Linked DNA regions of Zea mays: region 2 is linked to region 1. A link is a contact called in public Hi-C data. All regions are on one chromosome and are shown on one strand. Each heading gives the region's core, a stretch centred on a gene start, on an enhancer-like site or on the middle of the called end of the contact. The rest is flanking DNA. Distances are from core to core; before and after follow the strand shown. Region 1 holds the start of LOC100193209 (Enhanced ethylene response protein 5). Region 2 overlaps LOC100383327.

Region 1 (3,622 bases), core at 341-2,840:
TTTAAGTAGTAGCTTAATTCATCTGCTACATGGATTGAGCAATGGAAGCACGCTTGCTACACTGTACCCAGGCCAAGCTAACAATCTTTGTCCAAAGAAATTATATTGCAAAAAAAAATGGTTGAGATGTAACAAGCACTTTAGTTGAAGAAAACATATTAAGCTAAGATTCTACAGTTTCTAGCAAAGATTTAGACATGTTGAATCACTTGAATGCAATGGAAACTATAACGGCAGAAATTAAAACTCTGCAAGCTCTACGGATGCAAGGCGGGTTATCTGCGAACCCACAAATAGGCTTAATTTTGTGGGTTATGTGGGTAACCCACAAAATTAAACCTATTTACGGGTTCGCAAACAACCTATCTTGCATCCCTAGCAAGTTCAAACTAAAATAATGTAATTAATATCTTATCATAGCAATGTACGGGAAATCAATTATTTATTTGTAAGTTGGGTTTGTCATGTGATTCTTCACAAATAGATGGTTTTCCTCTACGATTAAAGTGGTTTTTTCATGTACACGATAAAATGAAAAATATTGTACCATGTTTATTACTGGAATAGGGGAATACGAGGATTTCCCCATTCCAATACACTGGCATATTTGCTACAGGCGTATTTGCTACTTGCTAGTGATTCATCAAAGACCAAACTGAAGGAATAACCACAAAAGGTCTAGGAAGATTTCTATGTAAAACAATCACCTCAATGGTGTTCCTCATAATTTAATGAATCGGAAAATGATAAGACACTGCATCAAATGATAGTTTATCTTCTATAGTCCCAACATCAACTATTCAAGCCTAGCTGGTTAGCACAACAACTAACAAATGCAGTTCATAACTGTCCTGGTAATTCATCAAATGCTTAAAAAGACCAAATTCTGATTAAGAAGACTGCACAAATCTTTTGAACGATAACATACCGCTAGTGTACCAAAAACCTTCATCAGAAAAGACCCAGCCGCCTGAAGCTTGTCAGGGTTCTTTCCATTCGTCGCAAGCTCCCTATCTGCCTACATCAAGATAACGAACCAGAATATGTGAGCCGAAATAACAAAAAAAATACAAACCCAGATGGCCAGATCAGACACCTCCGCTCACCTTCTCGGCGATTAGCCTGATCTCGAGCGCCACAGTGTGCATCGCCTCCATCGCCCACGGCGTCTCCCAGTTCCTAAACTCCTGCAGGAACGCGCTGCAACCAAAAATACGTCACATCCTCGAAAACTCCAATAGATTGAACCGAATCGGGAAGATGCGGAACGAACTTGGAGGCCTTCTCGAACGAGGAGTAGGCGTCGGCGAAGCGCTGGATGGAGTGGAAGTGGATGGCTCGGAGCAACGGAACGAGGAGGTCGGCAAGGTCGGGGTAGCGATCTCCAGCGAGGCGCGGGAAGTCCGGGATGGCGGCGAGCGCGTCGGAGAGCGGGGTGGAGGCCGGCGCGGAGGAGACGGAAAGAAGGGAGGCGAGCGCGGCGGCGTCGGAGCAGGAGATGGCGTTGGTCACCCGAGAGAGGTAGTCGCCGATGCGGCGTTGCGCTTCACCCATGCTCAAGTACGCCGCCATCTCCAGGGACAGCGTCACAGCGGCCGCGTTGGGGTTTGGGGTTTCCGAATTCCGCGGCGGGCGGTGGCGGATGGTAGAAGCCGGTGCGCGACCAGTAAAACTGAGCCGGTCCGACCCGACCCGTCCGGCCCGAACAGATTTTATGGAGTGTTTGGTTTGAGGAATAATATAGTCCATCATCTTCTCACTCCTCACTTTTTTGTTTGGTTTGTGGAATGGAGTGAGTTAATTCATCACCACATCATTCCTTATAGTTAGTTGTTTAGTACTAATATGTGGAACGGAGTCATCCCACCAAATTTGAGGAATGGACCCATGATGCACCACTTCATTTTGGATAAAGTGGTTCATCAAACCAAACACCTCATTAGAGTATCTCTTAGGCCCTCGTTCGTTTACGTCGGATTGCACCCGAAATTGTTCCGGCTAATCAAAGTTTATATAAATTAGAGAAGCAATTCGGCTCGGAATCGTTTTGACCCACCAATCCGACACAAACGAACAAGGCCTTATGTGTTTTTATTCATGTGGATTCGAGCAGCTAATAAACGTGAGCAGGTTTGATATACCAAAATCACCTCACAATTTAGAGGTCCTGTTTGTTTCGGCTTCTGGCAGCTTCTGGTCACCAAAAGCTGCTGCGGACTGCCAAACGCTCAGCTTTTCAGCCAGCTTCTATAAAATTCGTTGGGGCAAAAACCATCCAAAATAGAAATAAACACATAATCGGTTGAGTCATTGTAATAGTAGGAATCCGTCACTTTCTAGATCCTAAGCCCTATGAACAACTTTATCTCCCTCCACATGTAATCGTAATGATACTCAGATTCTCTCCACAGCCAGATTTTCAGAAAAGCTGGTCAGAAAAAACTGAACCAAACAGGCCCACAGTTAGGCTAACCGCAGCGCTTCCTGCGGCAGCTCCCTCTCGGTAGAGGCAACAGGAAGCCGCTACGTGCCGCATCACTGCCCCCTAGAGTGCTCCCTACTGTGCAGCCGCACGCTCTCCTCTTATCTCTCCCTCCGGATGCAGCGTGCCCTCCTTTCCTCCCCTATCTACTATGTTGTGGGTACACGGTTAATTGTTAGTATATGAAAAATTGATAGGAGGTGAAAAATAGGTATAGAAAATGATATTTTATGGTTGTACTGAGGTATAGGGGGAGTATTTAGGGGAAACCGCTGCGGGAGATGAAAAAATAGAAAGTCAAATTGTCGGGTACCGTAATTAGGGGTACCCTCAACACTCCTAAACACGGCTGGTAAGCACCCTCAGCACAAACCGCAAAGGCTGATGGGCACGGTTCAGAGCAAGGCCTCGTCTACCAAGGGACGCAACCTCGCCTCGCCCGAGCCCGGCCTCAGGCAGAAACAGTAGTTTTGGACAAATTCACGCCTCGCCCGAGGGCCTCCTCAGATAGTGGGCGCACCCTCAGCTCGCCCGAAGCCCAGCTCGGGCAGGCTTCGTCGTGAAGCAACCTTGGCCAAATCGTCTTACCAACCGACCGTATCGCATGCGCATTCAATGTGAAGATCGCCTGGCACCTTATCCTGACACGCGCACCGCAGTCATCAAGGCCGAAGTGACCGCGGTCACTTCGCCCCTTCACTGACCGATCTGACAGGAAAATAGCGTCGCTCGCCCCGCTCCGACTACTGTGCCAACCACCCACCGGGGTAAGACTGACAACAGCCGAGTTCAGCCTCGGGCGCAACAGGAAGCTCTGCCTCGCCCGACCTTAGGCCTCGGCCTCGGGAGGAGGTCTCCGCCTCGCCCGACCCCAAGACTTGGTCTCAGCCTCGGCCTTGGGAGGAATCGCGTCCTCGCCCGACCCCGGCCTCGGCCTCAGGAGAAGTCTCCGCCTCGCCCGACCTTGGGCTCGGACCGACCGCGCCACAAGGGATACATCATTACCCTACCCCTAACTAGCTCAGGCTACGAGGGAACAAGACCGGCGTCCCATCTGGCTCGCCCCGATAACAGGTAATGATGGTTCCCCGCGTGCGTCCATGACGTCGGTGGTTCTCAGCCTCCTACGAAAGCAAGGAG
Region 2 (3,925 bases), core at 310-2,809, 350 kb after region 1:
GGGACCCAATAGGTCACCCTAGTTTGGTTATCTTTACACCTTGTTTACCCCTGAACTATTTGGGTAGTTTTTGTTATTGCTCTATATAGTTTTGGGATTAATATTACATTATGATTATGTTCCAATTATATTGTTGTTTTACATATTGTTTATGACAATATCATTATATTAATTGGAACATGGAGCTTAACTTGAAAAACACGTGCCACCACAAGGGTGGAATGCAGGGACGCCTTTGGCTGACTAATTAGGAAAGGTAGTGGAAGACTACCTTACCCTAAAGGGGCAAGTGCAGTAGGGGAGTAGGCGTGTAGGGAGGTTATCGGGTTGATTTTGCTGCGATGGCGGTCAGACGAGGGATTCCTACATTGCTTTTCCTAGAAACTGTAGCGGATTTTCGGAAGCTAGTGGAACTTTGTAAAGGCTTCATAGTGGATATCTAGCCATTCACCTCGGAAGTGTCTAAGGGCCTTGCAAAACCTGGTGACATGGGATACACGACTTGTGGGTATAAGGTACAACCTCTGTAGAGTGTAAAACCGGTATACTAGTCGTGCTCGCGGTCATGAGCAGCTCAGGACTCTCGCATGATTAATTTATGGAACTAAATTCAATTTATCATATGCATTTCATCGCGGGTGTTGTTACCAATTTTGATCTACTACTTATTTGGGTTGGTATCTACTTATACTTAGTAAATACTAATAAAATTTTGACCAACTTTAAAAGCAATGCTCATCTTCAACCATCCTCTTTGGTAAGCCTTAAACTTCACATGAGCTCCCACCCTTGGCGAGTTCATGCACATTATTTTCCCACAACTTGTTGAGCGATGAATGTATGTGAGCTCACCCTTGTTGTCTCCCCCCCACAGGTCAAGAACAGGTACCGCAGGATGAGGCGCATGGAGGATGCTGTCATGAGTTCGTGAGAGGTCTAGGCTGTCGTCTCCCAGTCAACTTTGGGTTGCTGGATCGTTGTCTTCATATGATGTAATTATTTATTTTATTTTTTTTAAAGAACTCCTATTATATAGTAAAGATGTGATATTTGTTTCTGTACCATGAGTCATCGTATGTGTAAGACTTGGTCCTAGCACACTTGGTGATTATGTTCGCGCCCGGGCCTTGGTGTCCCGAATCCCAGGTGTGACACAATTTAGGGACTAAAGTGAAATAAAATAGAGTGGCTAAAAATTAGTCCCTTCAAACCAAACACGCCTCAGACTTTGTTTAGGTATTCTAGTATTGACCTCAATCCACGTGTGTTGAGTGGATTGGAGTGTAAATTAGTTTAAGTTACACCACAATCTATCTCAATACATATAGATTGAGCTCAATACTAGAATACTTAAAATAGGTCTCACTCGGTCATAGCCATGTCTAGCCATATACCCACGTGTTTTGCCCTACCACTCCTTGTCTTGCATTCTAACGCTGAAGATCGATTCTTTGGGACTTCGAGAAGATGATAATGGTGTTCTGACTTCTGACGTGATGAGCGGCGTGTCAAGTGGCTAGGGTACGGTAGGAGGCAGGTCTGCTACTACTCGACAAAGCTATCACTAGTGACAGCGTCCTATGGCCCCTAGACGTGCCAACGAGATTGATGGCAAGACGGTACGTAGCTCTCACGGTGGTTGGTCGATATTCTCTAAATATGTGCATTAAATAGCGGTCAATCACCTCTACATGACCATTTCAAGATTGATGGCAACCTCCACTACTTCTCTTCCAGCTACACTCAGCAAAGGTGGTGGTCGTGGATGGCAACTGCAAGACAAGGATGCTTTTTTTTTGCAGGACATCAGGGAATGTTTGTTGTAAGCTTAGGGCCACAATGAGGGTTATGATGCTCATCACCGTGCTCTAGAATTTCCCGTGGGAGATTGGGCCGGGTCTAGCTTCGTTTGCAGCATCGCATGGCAGTCACCATCAAAGATGAGACGGATCACAAGAGTTATATAAGTTTATGACACAAAAAAATACTATTTAAATACATTCTCATAGACACATCACGCTAATTAAATAATTAAAACATATAAGTATGATAATATACATTGTGGAAGGTGTATCTTATAGCAGTACCATACTTTTTATTCTATGTGGCATTCTTGGGCATTGGAATATGATACTTTAGATTGGGCATAACCTAATAAAGAGTTGTTCGCTTTTTTCCGAAATCAAGACATGGGACAATTCCTAACATGTTTGATTCTCTAATTTATATAAGTTTTGATCAGGCAAAATGATTCATGATCCATTCCTAGACAAACAAAAAAAGACCTAAGAGCATCTCCAACAACAAACCCTAAAATAGAGTCCTAAAATTTGAAATAGGACCATATTTAGAATGTTTAGGGTCACAAAAGAAATGTTTACTCCAATAGTCAGGCCTTAAATAATACTATTTAGGAAATAAATCATGATATTAGGAAATAAATGGTTAGAGATTAAGTGAAAATGAGGATAGGGCTCCAGTATATGGGTACTATATTTAGGACCTGAGAGACCAAGCCCTATAACCATTTGATGAAATTTTATAAAATAGGACCGCTGTTGGAAAGATGTTTTATGGTTTTGAGCCCTATATTTAAAATAGGACCATGTTTAGAGCCTCTCTTGGAGATGCTCTAAGAGAGTTATTCTAGAAGATTGTTAGGAGCCCTAGAAATCAGGTTTTTAGCTAAGAGAGTTATTCCAGGAGGTTGTTAATGGCTTAGCTATATAATGCCCAGCTAATCATTGAATAAGGACAAGCAAGATTAATCCTATTTCATCTCCAGAAAGGAGGACGAGGAGGGCCACTTGCCTCCCGTCTTCTAGTCATTCCTAGCCATATCATTATTCTAGGTGAGTACTCGCGTGTTGGAACGGAAATATATAATATCACAATAACTTATGTACAAATGTGAGTTATACTGTTATGAGAAAAGATTTCGTAATTCATTTGTGATCCTAGGTATACATAATTTATTATTTTAATCTAGCTATTTCACCATTACATTAGAACCAATCATTATTATGCAACCATCTAGTTATAAATATCCTAGATAAGTTTATGGAATGAACTTTGAACCAAATTCTTTCAGGTCACATGTAGAAGCTTGGTTGACCATAATCTCACCCATAATTCATTTCTGTTATACCATTCCCGAATGAGAAAGTATGCAAAAATGAAACCCATGTCACTAACCTTCCGAGTTGGTCTTCAGCTTTACATTGGGGTTCGATCACACAACCTAATTGCTAACTTAGCCCCAGATGAGCTATCACCTTTGAAGGACTTAACAAATTACGTATATACACTCACCACTTCATCTCCGTCCCCTCTTAATAATAGTAGGGAAGTAAACAAAAGAGATGAAGTTCTGCATGAAATATTTACCTATTCTAGGACAGAAATTAGTTCCATGGCAGTAGCTTTAAACCGCCTAGAAAGAGCAATAAGTTCATTGGACAGATTACTGTGTAAAAAATATCTGCTCATTGTGAATATATATCAGCCATAAGACAACTATAGGCTCACTTGTGTGGACACATGGCATACACAAGGTAAAATAAATAAAAAGGGCAACCATTTGCCTTCATCTATTATTTACGTTTATAGAATAGATCAATAGAATGCAGCACTGTTATATCCACCAACAGTTACTCCTACACTTGAATGTGTTTATCTCTATAAACTTGATCGTGAATAAAATACAAGCTTTAGATGAGCAAAGATAGTGATGTCACACTTGTGCCAGTGAATGGGCTCCTTCCCATTTTTTGGGTGGAAGCGACAACCTTACTGCCTCCACCTGAATCACTGCTAAAACTTTTATTCTCTATAGTAGCGCCCATAATGGTGCTAAAACCCACCATCACAGCTACCCTTAGCATTACGTGCAGTCATTATATAACTGAGATAATTCACGGACTGC

The links. Hi-C and Micro-C count contacts between places; a contact is called where the count stands out from the background.
Region 2: a Hi-C map of ear shows a contact between it and region 1, with 2.6 times the contacts expected there. The contact joins the enhancer-like site here to the promoter of LOC100193209 in region 1. A contact is called at or near these places in 4 of 25 Hi-C or Micro-C datasets (ear, leaf and tassel).

Annotation. Positions count from the first base shown.
Region 1 is chr7:110,446,401-110,450,022 of Zm-B73-REFERENCE-NAM-5.0, forward strand. It overlaps LOC100193209 (Enhanced ethylene response protein 5), which reads right to left and starts at 1,591. Exons shown (of 12, transcript NM_001138362.1): 1 at 1,274-1,591; 2 at 1,107-1,200; 3 at 929-1,018. The coding sequence starts at 1,572.
Region 2 is chr7:110,794,037-110,797,961 of Zm-B73-REFERENCE-NAM-5.0, forward strand. It overlaps LOC100383327, which reads right to left. Exons shown (of 10, transcript NM_001175985.1): 10 at 3,886-3,925. Among protein-coding and RNA genes, the nearest start is that of LOC100383327, 8.4 kb to the right of the region's middle. Within about 2 kb of position 1,560, at least 13 of the 20 cell types and tissues checked have an H3K27ac peak or open chromatin away from gene starts, as enhancers often do. A contact at or near this core is called in ear, leaf and tassel, where this site is marked.